3 separate regions of the Sus scrofa genome follow, and all the other regions are linked to region 1. Evidence: chromatin contacts called from public HiChIP or PLAC-seq data. All regions are on one chromosome and are shown on one strand. Each heading gives the region's core, a stretch centred on a gene start, on an enhancer-like site or on the middle of the called end of the contact. The rest is flanking DNA. Distances are from core to core; before and after follow the strand shown. Region 1 holds the start of NFAT5 (nuclear factor of activated T-cells 5). Region 2 holds the start of CYB5B (cytochrome b5 type B (outer mitochondrial membrane)). Region 3 has its middle 39 kb from the start of CYB5B.

The links. HiChIP or PLAC-seq counts read pairs in DNA pulled down with a chosen protein or histone mark.
Region 2: an H3K27ac HiChIP or PLAC-seq map of alveolar macrophages shows a contact between it and region 1. The contact joins the promoter of CYB5B here to the promoter of NFAT5 in region 1. A contact is called at or near these places in 1 of 47 Hi-C or Micro-C datasets (embryonic fibroblasts) and 2 of 2 datasets of contacts at active chromatin or transcription factors (alveolar macrophages and skeletal muscle).
Region 3: a contact with region 1 is called in an H3K27ac HiChIP or PLAC-seq map of alveolar macrophages. The contact joins the enhancer-like site here to the promoter of NFAT5 in region 1. A contact is called at or near these places in 2 of 5 promoter capture datasets (fetal liver and liver), 2 of 47 Hi-C or Micro-C datasets (both in embryonic fibroblasts) and 2 of 2 datasets of contacts at active chromatin or transcription factors (alveolar macrophages and skeletal muscle).

The regions. Positions count from the first base shown.
Region 1 is chr6:17,432,833-17,437,805 of Sscrofa11.1, forward strand. It overlaps NFAT5 (nuclear factor of activated T-cells 5), which reads right to left and starts at 2,119. Exons shown (of 14, transcript XM_003355770.4): 1 at 1,687-2,119. The coding sequence starts at 1,759. It overlaps LOC102159050 (a long non-coding RNA gene), which reads left to right and starts at 460. Exons shown (of 3, transcript XR_002344538.1): 1 at 460-602.
Region 2 is chr6:17,555,105-17,560,077 of Sscrofa11.1, forward strand. It overlaps CYB5B (cytochrome b5 type B (outer mitochondrial membrane)), which reads right to left and starts at 2,926. Exons shown (of 5, transcript NM_001159592.1): 1 at 2,711-2,926. The coding sequence starts at 2,866.
Region 3 is chr6:17,517,031-17,522,003 of Sscrofa11.1, forward strand. No RefSeq gene overlaps it. Among named protein-coding and RNA genes, the nearest start is that of CYB5B, 39 kb to the right of the region's middle. Within about 2 kb of position 2,616, at least 26 of the 83 cell types and tissues checked have an H3K27ac peak or open chromatin away from gene starts, as enhancers often do. A contact at or near this core is called in alveolar macrophages and skeletal muscle, where this site is marked.

The DNA of each region.
Region 1 (4,973 bases), core at 869-3,368:
AAAAAAAAAGCCAAGGATAGCATACATCTTTTATATAACTGCCATGTATTTTTAAGAGCTAAAGTTCATATTTATGAATATATTATCTGCAAAAGAAGGCTAAATTGCCTCTACACCAGTCTCTATGCTAAACTTAGATTTTCATAAACCACTTGTTTCATGGAAAATTATCTGATGATTACTGCACAAATGGTGTTAATGTCTTGACTATTTTTAGCACCCAATTGTACCACATTAGCCCTCCTCTAAGAATCACCTCTGATATCTTCTCTTCCTTCCTTATAAGACTCAAAACTGCAATATTTACAAACTACTTCAGGTAACGTTGCCCGAAAAAAATCCTAAAGGATGATGACTGCCAATTAAAATCATCAGAGCAACAGACAATGGCTACAGTTACTAAGTAGGACTCTGTGTACAAACTCAATCCTCAGTCTACATAAAGTCCAGTACCTTCCAGAGTAAACCATCTCACTCTGATTCACTTAAGCGATTTAAATACACTTATGAGAAGCTGAAGCCCCCCTTTCTGGAGGAGGTGGAAATCAGCGGATGGATACAGCAAAGTGAAAAGTGAAGAAAACACTGAATTTCCTCAGAAGGTGGGTCACAACGGCACACATTTTTTTTTAATATGGTGAAATGCAAAGCTAATAGCCCAACTATGTCTTTGGCCCCCTCCCAGTGATTTAAAAAGTGATGAAGAGTGCAGTGGGAGCATTTTGGTTTGCAGGCTCTCGCACAGGGAACCTGTTCTAACACATTCTTGTGGTGTCCAGTATAGGAATTTAACCCCTGAAGAGACCAGCTCCAGTGTTAATATTTTATATCCCGGGAATCCCCTTCAGGTCTTAGCCAAAGAAGTTTGAAAGTGGGGAACTCTGTCCAATGCCCCCTCCCTGCAACGAGCCCTTGAAAGGCAACCAAAGAGAAAATTCTCAAAGGACAGCCTCAGCCGGTACCCCTGGGACTGGAGAGGAATAAAACTAACCCAGAGAGAACACCCCTCTCTTTCTAAAAGAGAGGGAGAAGTAAGTAATTCGAACGCCACAAAGGTGGGAAGAGAGGGGAAAAAAAAAAAAAGAAAATTCGGGTTCTTTCCAGCAATAAGATGACGAGGAAAGAAGGACGCCTGGTCGAGGGGGGCCGTCCCAACAAGAGGAGGGAGTGGACTAGGCCGGAGGGAGAGGGGGTTAGAACGACGGCGCACAAACAACCTGGAGAGGGAGGAAAATGGTGACCCTGCGCCCAGAACCGGCTCCAGGCCACGCCGCCCGTGTGGAGGCAACTTTGCCGGGGAGGATGGTCCCGGTAGCAGGAGCCGCGGCGCTCCGATCGCGGCCGGGGCCCAGTCCGGGGTGATCCGCGAGCCGGGAGGGCCAGGGCCGGCCGCTCGAGAAGTGTGGCAGGGCCCGACCCGCCGAGGGGCGCTCAGCCCCGGGTGCCGCAGAGACCCGGGGGCCGACGGCATTTGGGCCCCGTGCGGCCGGCGGCTCCGCGGGGGAGGGGCCGGCCCTCCTCCCCGGCCCCTTCCAGCAGCAGTCGACCCCATCGGCCTCTCCCCAGCCCCCAAGACAGGCCAGCCCGGCCGGGGTTCGGACGCCGCCCCCGACGGGGACCCCCCCACCCCCGGCTCCCCGGGCCGGGCCTCCCCGCCCCCACGCCCCAGCCCCCAGCCTGACTCACCTCGCGAGTACAGGGACTTGGGCGACTCCAGGTCTAGGTCCGCGCTGAGCAATGAGATGAAGTCCGAGGGCATCGCAGCTCGACCCAGCCCGGCCCGAGGGCAGCGGGAGGGGGGGAGCGGCGGTGGCGGCGGCACCTCCTCTCCGGGACCGCGGGCACCGAACCGGGGGCGGCAGGCGAGGGCGGCTGCCGCTGCCTCCTCCTCGAGGGCAGAGACTTCCAGCGAGCCGAGGGCCGAGGAAAAGGCGGCGAGGTGGAGGGGAAACTCCACGGAGACGAATTCCCGGCGAGCCAGGAGGGGGGTTCAGGGCGGGGAAAGGGAGGAGGAGAGCCAACGGGTCCGTTTCGTTCTTCTCCTCAGCGAAAACTGACGGTCGCCGCCACCGCCGCCGCCGCTGACAGGAATCTGAGCCCCGCCCCCCCGGGGGGCACTGCGCAGGCGCGGAGGGGGGCGCCCCGGAGCAGGGAAGAGCCGAGGCGGCCCCCGGAGGGCGGGGAGGTGCGCCCCAGAACAGCAACAACAAGGGCTTCGCTTCCTGCCGCCTCGGCCAGGGCCGCTGTTCCCGAGCCGGGAAAGGGCCCCGCCGGCAGGGAGGGAGGAAGGCTGGGAGGTGTCCGCTCCTGGGGCCCCGGGGAGGGAAAAGGTATTTGCACCGACCTGGTGGTGGCGAGCCGGCGGCGGCGGGCCCAACGCCGAGCTGAGCGCTGGAGGAGACAGACCTGGGGGGGCCGAGGTGTCTGCGGGAGTAGGGGAAAGACCCCAGAGCCGGGACGCCGGGGGTGGGCTGACTTGGGGGCTCGCAGGGGAATGGAGTTTCGTTGCTTGCACAGCCACCACCCCTTTGGGGTTTTCATAGCAATGTCTGAACTGAGTTGGCCAAACGGCTGTCAAACTCTTAATTAGGAAATGACAGGCTCGAGTTATTCGGGTTTTTTTAATTGAAATCCCTTCTCCTCCTACCTTTGCCCTTCCCCTACTTTCTCCCCACCCCTCCCCTAACCTTTAAAGGCTGAAAGTTAAAAAAATAAAAAACATCTTTCTGATTGTGCTGGGATCGCCGGCTTTATTCGGAGTGGGAGATGAAAGTCGATTTAAAAATTGAATCACATGAATCCACGTGGCTGTTGTAGAGGGGAAAAAAGCAAACCTAAACACCCTTCTGCCAATCAGGTTTTCTTTTTTTACCTTTGGACCAGGCAAGGATGAAGGAAGAACACATTTGAGCTTTTGCTACTCTGTTCTTGGGGCCAAAAGTTTCCGTTGCAAAAACTGAAAATCCTCACCTACACCGCAGACCGTTTCCTGACTCTAATAGACTTCTGAGAAATTTAATAGTTATTAAAATATCAATTGGAGTGCAGGATATACTGACTGGGAAATAACTTTAATCTTGTGTGGAATATTAATGACAGCATCCACTGGGGCCACGTTTTTACGCTCTTTGAGTTGGTTTAGTTTTTGTTACTTTACAAAGATAAAAACCACAAAAATTAGTTTACTGAGTGTATATATATATACACAACACATACAATTTATAGAACCGTTCCCCTGGGAATTTGAGCAGTTCACCTGGACTTGGCATGGTTCAGATGAGGGAGAAGCTCTCAGCAAAGGAGGGCCCAGTGCAAAGCTTTACCTACAGACCTAGAATTTAAACTCGTATTATCAGAGTCTACCTATCTTTCCATCTGAACATCTGATATAGGTTGCCCAATTCTCTTCACTGCATTCTGTGTAGTAAATAACCAACCCTGTGAACATTTTCTTCCTGTCAGAAGTAACAAAGCTTTTCAGAGCCCCCCCAAGATGGCAAAGCAGAACAGGAAGCTACTCAAATCTCCATCACCCCACTGTACACTGTTGTAACAAGTCCCAAGGGAAGTCCCTTCAAAGCTGGTCCAGGTCCCATTCACTGGAGAGAAGAAGATTCAAACCCCACACTGCCCAACAGGCAAAGGCTTTTGAATCTGAGTAGGGGTAAACACCTCTTGGAGACAACCCCCCCTCCGCCCCCGCCCTCCGCCCCCCGCCCCTTAGTCAATACCTAATGTGAGGAGAGGAAATTGCAACGGGGCAACAGGCAGAACCTCTTCCCCAGACCTATGTAATCATTCAACAAACTTCAAATATAGGAAATCCCCCACTGCTGTCCTGACCCTAATTAACAAGTCAAGAATCGGCAAGGCCTTTTCCTTCCCCTTTCCCTCAATACTTCTCTATCCTTTTGTGACTTTTTTTTCCCAGTACTGATGCTCTGTTATTTATGTTACTCAGATTTCCCGATTAAGTAAGAGCAAAGTGATCAGGGGTCCCCCCACAGTGCAACTTCAGCTAGGCTATGAATTCTAGGGATTCCTTGGGCTCAGGGCCCACAACCCATCATGCCCTGAATGAAGCAGTGATTGTATCTAAATAAATATGTGAATAGTCAGTGGCTAACCCCACTGTTCTCCTGTTCTTTTACAGAGCTATATTTTTTTCAAAAACTGCTTAAATGGTTTTCATGGTCATGCTTTACAATAGCTTGGAAGCTAGATTTTCACTTTGTCCTTAAATTTTCAGCGACTAAAAGCACAAATAAGGAGTCCCCATTGTGGCTCAGCGGTAACAAATCCAACTAGTATCCTGAAGGTGCAGGTTCGATCCTTGGCCCAGCTTAGTGGGTTAAGGATGAGCTGCTTCATAGGTCACAGGCAGTCTCAGATCCTGTGTTGTTGGGGCTCTGCAGTAAGCCAGCAGCTGCAACTCCGATTCCATCCCTAGCCTGGGAACTTCCATATGCTGCACATGTGGCCCTAAAAAACAAACAAATAAACATTTACAAATTTCAGGAGTAAACAGTGTTTGCTTTTATCACAAAATACAGTATGACCTGCCTGATATTCAGGGATACTGAAAATAAACTATCTGACCATGTTGTCTTGAAGTATATGCTACTTCAAGTTCCAGTGATACTTCCTTCTCTGGTCATTAATATCTCAGTTGTTTCCCTTTTATTTGATATTTAAAGTAATCTCACTTTATATTTTATTTATTTATTTTTGTCTTTTTGCCTTTTCTAGGGCTACTTCCCACAGCATATGGAGGTTCCCAGGCTAGGGGTCTAATCGGAACTGTAGCCACCGGCCTACACCACAGACACAGCAACACGGGATCTGAGCCGCATCTGCAGCCTACACCACAGCTCACAGCAACGCCTAATCCTTAACCCACTGAGCAAGGCCAGGGATTGAACCCGAAACCTCATCGTTCCTTGTCTGATTCGTTAACCACTGAGCCACAACAG
Region 2 (4,973 bases), core at 1,676-4,175, 120 kb after region 1:
CAAGCTTCAAGGGCTGCCTTGGCTCGCAGGTGCTATCTCTGGCTCCACCCAAATGTGGTGAACCAGATTAACCACCACCATTCAAGATTAATATCTGCGACTTGAGTGTTCCTTGCAAGTTCATTTTCTATTCTAAATCAATCAAGAAGAAACTGGAGGGAAATGAAATCACAGATGAAAAACATTATTGGCTACGCATTACGAACTATGCTTTAACATGCTACAACCCACACTTGAAACTTATTACATAATAAGGCATACACCAAAGGACACAGCTAAAGCCAAAATTTTGAAATAATGCTGTGTAGGTTAGAGAAGTCAAAGGATTTATCTAGAGCACACCCTGCACACTAATCAACTCTTTGCCCCAAATCTTGCTGAACCTGTTTAATATACCGCTATTAAAATAAGAACCACTACTACCCAACTCACTCTCAACTAGTTATTTTGATTTTGGGGAGTTGTTTTTTTGTTTGCTTTTTGGGGCCATACCTGGGGCATATGGAGGTTCCCAGGCTAGGGGATGAATCGAAGCTACAGCCGCCAGCCTACACCACAGCTCACGGCAATGCCGGATCGTTAACCCACTGAGCAAGGCCAGGGATCGAACCTACATCCTCATGGATACTGGTCGGGTTCGTTTACCGCTCAGCCACGATGGGAACTCCACAACTAGTTATTTTGAGGCTGAAACAATGGGAAAGAACTTTTAAAAGCAAAAAATGCTGTACAACCTACAGAGGCAAAAAGTTACTACATTCTAATAAGTTAACTTGTTGGCCACTAGAAAGATTTATTAACGTCCTTCTAGAGTTCCCATTGTAGCTCATTGGGTTAAGAACCCAACTAGTGTCCATGAGGATGCGCATAGGTTAAGCTGTGGCATAGGTTGCAGAGGTGGCTCAGATCTGGTGCTGCTGTGTCTGCGGCACAGGCCAGCAGCTGCAGCTCCAATTTGACCCCTAGTCTGGGAGAATTTCCCATGCTGCAGGTGTGGTCCTAAAAAGGGGAAAAAAAAATTTTGCCTGGGAGAACTTCCAGATGCCACAGGTATGGCTCTAAAAAATAAAATAAATAAAATGTCCTTTTGGGGAAAGCTTAAGTTTTAAAAACTTTTATAGATTTGTGAATCAGGATGCAAAGCTTCCTCTTCCCAAGCCCCAAATTAAAAGGAAAAATATTTACCTTTTTTATATTCACTTCAGAGAAAGAACTAATAGAAATGAACTTTTTTCTCAGTTATAATAGGGTTATATTATGAAAGAACTTCCAAGGAATTATTTACAAGATTACTAATGTATTAATCAAGACAAAATAATGCACACCATAAATAAATAAATTAATTAATTAATTTATATTTCAAATATCCCAAACCTTCAGGGATTTGGAGGGGAATGACCACAAAGGAGAAAAAAGGAAATTAAAAATAGAGTAGTGGAAATGCTTTCTTTCTTTCTTTTTTGTCTTTTAGGGCCGCACCCGTGGCATATTTCGGTTCCCAGGCTAGGGGTCCAATTTGAGCTGCAGCCGCGGGCCTATGCCAGAGCCACAGGAACGCCAGATCGGAGCTGAGTCTGTAACCTACACCACAGCATAAGGCAAAGCTCAATCCTTAGCCCTCTGAGCAAGGCCAGGAATCAAACCCAAAACCTCACTGTTTCTAGTTGGATTCGTTTCCACTGTGCCACGACGAGAACTCCTAGAAATGTTTTCTTAACTGGAGCGGATTTATTACTTGGGTGAATACATTTTTCAAAACTCAACAAGCTGTACACTTTAAAGGAACACAATGTACTCTATGTAAATCACACCTCAAAATAGAGTTTAAAAAAATGAGAAGTCTGGGAGTTCCAGTTGCAGCTCAGCAGAAACGAATCCGACTAGGAACCAAGAGGTTGCAGGTTCCATCCCTGGCCTCGCTCAATGGGTTAAGGATCTGGCGTTGCCCTGAGCTGTGGTATAGGTCACAGATGCAGCTTGGATCCTGCAGTGGCTGTGGTGTAGGCCAGCAGCTGCAGCTCCGATTCAACCCTAGCCTGGGACCCTCCATATGCTGAGAGTGTGGTCCTAAAAAGTAAAAAAAAAAAAAAAAAAAAAAAAAAAAAGAGAGAGAGAGAAGTCTGTTTCCTTTAAGAAAGAAAGAGTTATACCAGGGAGGGTCTCAAGGAGAATTTGTAGAACCTGACACAACAGACTTTACAAAAGAGGGTGACAGACCTAAATCAATGGCCAAAAAAAAAAACCAACTCACAACCTCCGGCCTCAAGGTCAACTCAAAATAGAAAAAAAAAAATAAAGGCGGCATAATGGAGGGATGGGAGGGTGGGGAGAAATCTCAGCTTCTTAAGAAAACGAAGACCAAACATGGTATTACTTCACAAAGTACAGGGCGAGGAGCAAAGGCTCTAGAGCCTTCAAATGGCTCTGTTAAACGAGAATCTGTGAGGCTGCTTCCCTTTCTGTAAAATGGGGATAACGACGACTCAAGAGTTTAGCCTAGCAGACAGAAAGTGCTCGATGTGTGACACGCAGCGCATTATATCACTGAAGACACCAGAATTGCATACCGACCAGGCCTCCCCAGTCTCCGTCTCGTGGTCGCTTTCGTACGCCTGGTCGCAGACAGCCAGGCCTCACTTCCCTCCTATACACGACCCTAGCAGCGTTTTCGGGCCCGACCACCCCTCGCTGCCCACCTCCCGGGCCTCACCTCGTTCATGAAGCGGGTGACATCGTAGACTCGGCCATGGATAACCAGCCATAGCTCTTTCGGGGAGTTGCGCTTCGCCACCTCCTCCAACCGGTAATAGGTGACGGAGGTCTCGACCCCTTGCCCATCGCTGCCGCTGGCTTCCACAGTCGCCATTGGGTCTCCAATATCTCTTCTCCACCGCTAACCCGGTTTCCGCCGCTAACTTCCTCGAGGTGGAAAGAGCCCTCAGTTCTTCCGGGCTTCCGTAACCAGGCCCATAAGGCTCCTGGCAACAGCCAATCATGACCTCGGATAGTTCCTGGTTCTTTTTCTCTTCACCAATGAAACGAGGGACTCAGTTTCAAATCCCGCCCACTACTGGCATGATCCTAGGGGCGTGGGCCTGGTTCGAGGTCCAACTAACCAATCATATTTACCCATCCTCTCCAATCTCACCAATGAAATACTGTGATTTTGGAAAAGCGCCGAAGAGAGACGTTGACAGACGAGTCAGGCAAAGAGCCAGAAGGTTTCCTCTTCACTCGCCGTAGGGCCCCGCAGAATTCTGAAAAGAGGGAGCAGAGTCACCATTCCTATTTCCTTCTCCACGCGGCGGATCCTTCCTGAGCCACGTGGAGCTCGTTTCTCCCCCCACCATCCGCACAGTTCTCTGTTCCTGCCCCAGATTTACGTTTTTAGTTTGCAGCCTCCAGGCTGTGACCCGCGAACCCCGTCTCTCTAAGGCAGTCTTCTCACAAGCAAAATGGGCATAATCTCTACCTTATAGATTAAATGAGAGTGCAGAAAGCTTGGTACATAACAATACATAAGTGACCGGCGGTGTTAGAAAAAGCGGAATGACTGACCTGAGGCCTTGAGACAGTGACTGGGGTTACAGTATGGAGTCACCTAACTTTGTGCCACTACTAAGAATCTGATTTTGTCATGTCAACTATATCTTAAGGCTGGATTTTAAATGAATTCTTTAATGATCAGGACAAACTACACTGTTTTGTTTCTATGTGTTCTAAAATAGAATTCGCCTCAACTGTCGCTGGGTAGAGGTCCTGGCCTTTTGGAATTACAAGTTGGGTTAATGTGCAGGGTAGTGAGCTACTCATTTTTAACTGCCATTGCAAATGCCAAGTTGGTTATTGTGAAATGTCATTTTCATCATGTCACTCTCCCCTACTCTCCATAGTCCACCCCCACCCACTTTCACCTTTTATAAGCCTTGTGCACCAGCTACTGACTCCTAAACTTACGAGTAAAAATTCACATCTGGGGTCTTACAAGCTCCATCCCCTCTCTTCCAGGGAGTTCCCTGGTGATCTAGCTGTTAGGACTCAGGCGCATTCACTGCTGTGGCCCAGATTCAGTCCCTGGTCTGGGAATTGATGTCCCACATCAAGTAGCTGCAAGCTGTGGGTCAAAAAAAAAAAAAAAAAAAAAAAAAACAAAACAGGAGTTCCTGTCGTGGCGCAGTGGTTAACGAATCCGACTAGGAACCATGAGGTTACGGGTTCGGTCCCTGCCCTTGCTCAGTGGGTTAAGGATCTGGCGTTGCCATGAGCTGTAGTGTAGGCTGCAGATGCAGCTCGGATCCCGCATTGCTGTGGCTCTGGCGTAGGCGGGAGGCTACAGCTCCGATTCAACCCCTAGCCTGGGAACCTCCATATGCCGCAGGAGCGGCCCTAGAAATGGCAAAAAGACAACAACAACAAAAAAAACCCAGAAAGGTACCCTTCCATTGCCTATTCACCTTTCAAGCACCTCAAATTCCAACCCAGAAAGGTACCCTTCCATTGCCTATTCACCTTTCAAGCACCTCAAATTCCACCTTTTTCACAAACTCTGCTACCATTCTGAGCGCCAGTGATTCCATCTCCATAGAGTATGTAAGCACATTACCATTTCAGAAATTTCTGAAAGACAGAAAAACATTTACATACATAGAAATTTAAGTGGCAGCAATAGAGATTTGCAGCAAATGCAAAGGAACACAGCTCTGACATATATTTGGTAAATGAATAATTGACACTTAACCCCAGTGAGCATGAGTCAATTGAGAAGCCTATGTTAAAAATGCAGATTCCAGAGTTCCCTCGTGGCTCAGTGGTTAAGGAATCCGACTAGGAACCATGAGGTTGGGGTTTCGATTCCTAGCCTCGCTCAGTGGCATACAGCGTGGCCGTGACCTGCAGTGTAGGTTGCAGACGCAGCTCGGTTCCCCGGTTGCTGTGGCTGTGGCGTAGGCCTACGGCTCTAGCTCCCATTTGAC
Region 3 (4,973 bases), core at 1,366-3,865, 85 kb after region 1:
CAAAAATGCCACTTGTGGGAGTTCCTGTCATGGCGCAGTGGTTAACGAATCCGACTAGGAACCATGAGGTTGCGGGTTCGGTCCCTGCCCTTGCTCAGTGGGTTAACGATCCGGCGTTGCCGTGAGCTGTGGTGTAGGTTGCAGACGCGGCTCGGATCCCATGTTGCTGTGGCTCTGGCGTAGGCCGGTGGCTACAGCTCCAATTCAACCCCTAGCCTGGGAATCTCCATATGCCGCGGGAGCGGCCCAAGAAATAGAAACAACAACAACAACAACAAAAAAAGACAAAAAAAAAAAAAAAAAAAAAAAAGCCCTTGTGGAGTTCCCAAGTTGAACATTTCATGATGCCAAGACCCAATACAGACAAGGATCTTTCCAGAGGGAAATTAAATGTAATGAACCCAACTAGCATCCATGAAGATGTGGGTTTGATTCCTGGCCTTGCTCAGTGGGTTAAGGATCTGGTGGTGTTGCCAGGAGCTGTGGTATATAAGTTAGCAGCGCAGCTCCGATCTGACCCCTAGCCTGGGAACTTCCATAAGCCACAGGTGCGGCCCTGAAGAAAAAAAAAAAGCCACTTGTCAAACTTGAAACAGGAGTATTTGTGTCTGCATTATCTTGTGCTTCCTCCATCAGCCTGAATCACCTTTTCACGATACAACAATTTCAAAAGCCATACATAGTTTCTAAATCCCACATTACACGGCACAAAGAATCAGAAATGCTTAAAAAAAAAAGTTCCTGTCGTGGCTCAGAGGTTAATGAACCTGACTAGCATCCATGAAGACATGTCTTTGATCCCTGGCCTCGCTCAGTGGGTTAAGGATCAGGTGTTGCCCTGAGCTGTGGTGTAGGTCGCAGACATGGCTCGGATCCAGCGTTGCTGTGGCTCTGGTGTAGGCTGGTGGCTACAGCGCCTATTAGACCTCTAGCCTGGGAACCTCCATATGCCGTGGGCACAGCCCTAGAAAGACACCAAAAAAAAAAAAAAAAAAAAAAAAAGCTTGCAAGCTGTCAAAAATACTGCACAGCACATAGTAGGTGGCACCTAAGTGATAAATATATTACAGCTGTATCCTCATGTTTCCCCCAAAAGCAATTCCAGCCTCTCCTGAATGCTACATACAAGAATTGTTTCTAAATGAACTATAATTTAAAAAAAAAAATTTTTTTTAAAGAATTGTCTTAAAATGCTGTTATACATGATTAAGCTAACTTAGTCCCTGAAATACAGTCCCCAATTTATTATGGTTCAACTTAGGATTTTTCTGCTTTACCATGGTGCAAGTGATATGCATTCAGCAAAATCCGTATTTTGAATGTTGGTCTTTTTCTGTGCTAGTGAGACCCAGTACGATACTCTCTAGCATACTGGGACATGACCACATTGTAAGTGAGGAAAGATCTGTATAGAGTATATAGACATCCACTAAGCTAATTAATGTTAGATGACTGATGTTACTTACAATTACCAATCATTTAGGAGATAGTGTGGGTGTTTCTTACCTTAAATTTACGTAAATGAAATCACAATCTTCTACCTCAAGTTTTCAACCAGTCAACCAGGATTTGTCAAGTACCTGCCAAACACTCAGCATCAGGAAGAGACATGTGCCTTATGAGGACTGACATTGAAACAACAGATTCAAACACGAGTAATAAGAATGGGACTTTCCTTTCCTGTTAATAATCATCAATTCACGTGACAGCGAAAATACTAAGCCCTAACGAACTGTGTCTCACTGGTCATGTTAGAAGGCTATCAGTAGGTTTTAAAAGTAATTATAAAAATGGTTTATTTCCCTTGTTTTATTAACACAGTCACTAGAACTTCGAGCTCAATGTTTCACTTTCCCCAACAGTTCAGCCATTTCCAAGAAAAACAAGCATTTAAAGAGTGGCGCTATAGATAACAAGTGTTATTACCTTGAAATGACTTCTTTATCAGATGGTTTCAGTAAAAACAGAACTTCCAAGCTGTCTACCTGGTTGCCACTTCACATCCGTTAATACAGCAAAACTCTTAATTTTTGCGTCTCACAATCTTCGCCTTTCATTTCGGGGAAAGAGCAGCAGCATGACTCCCGAAGAACCGTGGAACTCCCCCATCAAGTTATGCTAACACAAGATTAGCACAGAGATGACTTTTATGCTTCTCAAGTTCTTTTCTTCCAGACACCTGAGAATTCCAGAGCCAACATTTCCACTTAAAAAAAAAAAAATTTTTTTTTTTTTTAAATAACCGTAGCCAGGGCAAGAAAAGGAAAACAGTATCTTTATTGTGTGTCGTTCTAACAAACATTCACTGTGTGCACATTCCAGCAGAAAGAGACAAAGATCTTTGTTCAAAATATGCTGAAATAAAATAGGTAAACAAACTCCATTATTGAATACACAAAAGGAATGTTAATATTACTTGCTCATAGTTGAGGGTGAAGTTAAAAAAAGTGGGGGGGGATAATCATAGTAATGTTTTGCCAAAATAGCCAATGTAGAAAAAAGGTGCAGGCAACGTGCAGCTCTGAAAATTCTCGAGTGACAGGCTGGATGTAGGGTGGGTAACTTGACAACCTCTCTGCTTCTTGGAACCTCCCGCTGGGAGCACTCCCACAAGTTCCAAACCCAGCTTTTTCAGAGCACAACAGCCAAACGGGACTAACTTCCCCATTACTTTTGTGATATTTGGCAAAAGAATAGGATGGTTAAAAAAAAAAAAGTGTTAACCTCCTGTTGCGACAGGTCTGAATCCATTTCTCCCTCGGAAGTAATGAGCATTAATGGTGTACATTTCTAAATTGGAATTTAATCAGAGAGATATCGCTTGAGATTTTAAGCATGAGATACGACATAAGTAATGACATAGCTGGCCTGTAAAGCATTTTTTTCATTGCTCCCCATGGGAACTGAATGAGTGTACACTCAACAATGTTCTTATTTCCCAACATGGGCCTCATGACAACTGCTCAAAGAACTTCACAGGCTCAAATGATAGGTTCCAATGCATTTTTGCTTCTGCTCAAGTGGTCACATAAGAACTAAACACAGTATATATAAACTTTGTCCCCACCACTTTCCTGTCTTTACAAATATAAGTCATTTAGAAACCAAAACCAAACAACAATAACAAAAAAAAAAGAAAACAAAACAAAACAAAACAAAACAAAAAAGAAACCAAAACCAATTCTGAGAGACAGAGGCAAGGACATTCGGGCCCCCGCACTAGCATCCCCATTTGGGGGACAGTCAGTTCGCCTCACCTCCTCCCTGGGATCAGCAGCCATTACACGTACAGAAGGGTGGGTGGCAGCACTGAGTCCTCCTTGGGAATAAACAGCCAAACACCCCAGAGACCCCCCAGGAGGCTCTGCCATCCAGCAGGGACTGGCTCCACTGGCTCTCCAGGTGGGATTCACAACCTAGCAAAGTTGAGACTGTTTCTCGAGAACTTGAGTCTACTTCTTAAAACAAAAGTCCTTTTTGATGGATTTGGCTCACATACTGTATTACTTTATTGTTTAGAAAAACCTCTGCGAACTCTCACACAAGCTCTCCCTTTCACCTGGCTGTTTCTGTAGGAAGCAGGAAAATAGTAAATGGACCTACAAGTGGTTTTTATAATACAAAGTGACATCACATTAGCAACAGATGAAAAGAAGCCCTGGGTACTGGATGGATTTCATGGATGGTTGAGACCAAGTCTGAAAATCTTTTCCTCTGGCTCTGAATAAAAACAAGTTCCCATATAAACAGGAAAAAGACAACCCATATGAAATAGAAAAGCCTATCTTTTGCATTGATCTTTACCCTAAAAATATCAAAAACACACATTTTACTTACAAATGTCATTCTTTAATGTTTCTTCTAAGCCAGATGTTTTTCATTCCGTTTTGCCAACACACTTTTAATTGACCCAAGTTATCTTCTGGCTTAGTTTCAGCCTGAATGCTCCCTTTCCAGCTCCTCAATACTCCTTTGTCCTTTCTACCTCAGGGTGGCCCCATGTGATCATGCAACTTAATCATCACAGCAATTACATATCAACTTTTATTCAAAGCAACCCTCCCTTGCCTTCAAATAGGAGCATCAAAAGCCACACCACTTCCGTTACACACCAAAGATTTTTCCTTCAATAGACTGTCTTAAAGTGGCATCTTATAATCCATTTGCAACATTTTCTAAAGATAAAAGCTTTAAAAGTTTACCCATATCCCTGACATAAAAGTCAGCCAGAAACCCCCTAAAATTACTCCATTATGTCATGACCAAGTGTGCGAGAACCAGGTCAATGTCATTTTTATGAATTCCAAAGTCACTCAACTGCTAAATCACAGGTTATAAGACCCAGGTTGAACTTCTTAAGTAGTTTGCAGGGGCAGACACTGGTGTTCTGTGTACCTTCCTGCCCTGTCAAGTCCCTGGCAGGCTGAAGGGGGGAGGAGATGCTGAACAGTGCCTGTGGTCCTTCCTGAACTGCCTGCTGCTCCCTGCTGCCCGTGACAATGGCTCAGAGCAGGCTGGTGACCCTCAAAGGATGGGGAAAAAAGTCACCACAGTGGGAGGCAGAAAACTGCCCATGGACTGTCTCCCCAGGTGCTTCCATGGAGGAAAAGGTAGTTAAATACGCCAGAGAAATTCCTGAACCGAGGAGGAATAAGAACCTACTCCTCAATGAGACAGTCTTCCAAGAGAAAAAAGAAAAAAGAAAAAAACTGCTAGCTTTTTTATTCTCAGTGGAAAAACAACAAAACCACAAATTGGAACCATGGAGGTAAAATACAGATGAAATGAAAAACATTCTCTTGTCATGCTCTCTGCCTTCCCTCTGCCACTTTTCCGTGGAAGTTACTGTACTGGGGCAACCAGAAGATCAAACCACTCAATCTTTCACCTATTCGGAGTCTCTTCCTTTTGTAAACTGGAGAAAAAAAAGTCAGCTAATGGATAAACAAAAAAACCCAGGAAAATCCTTTAAT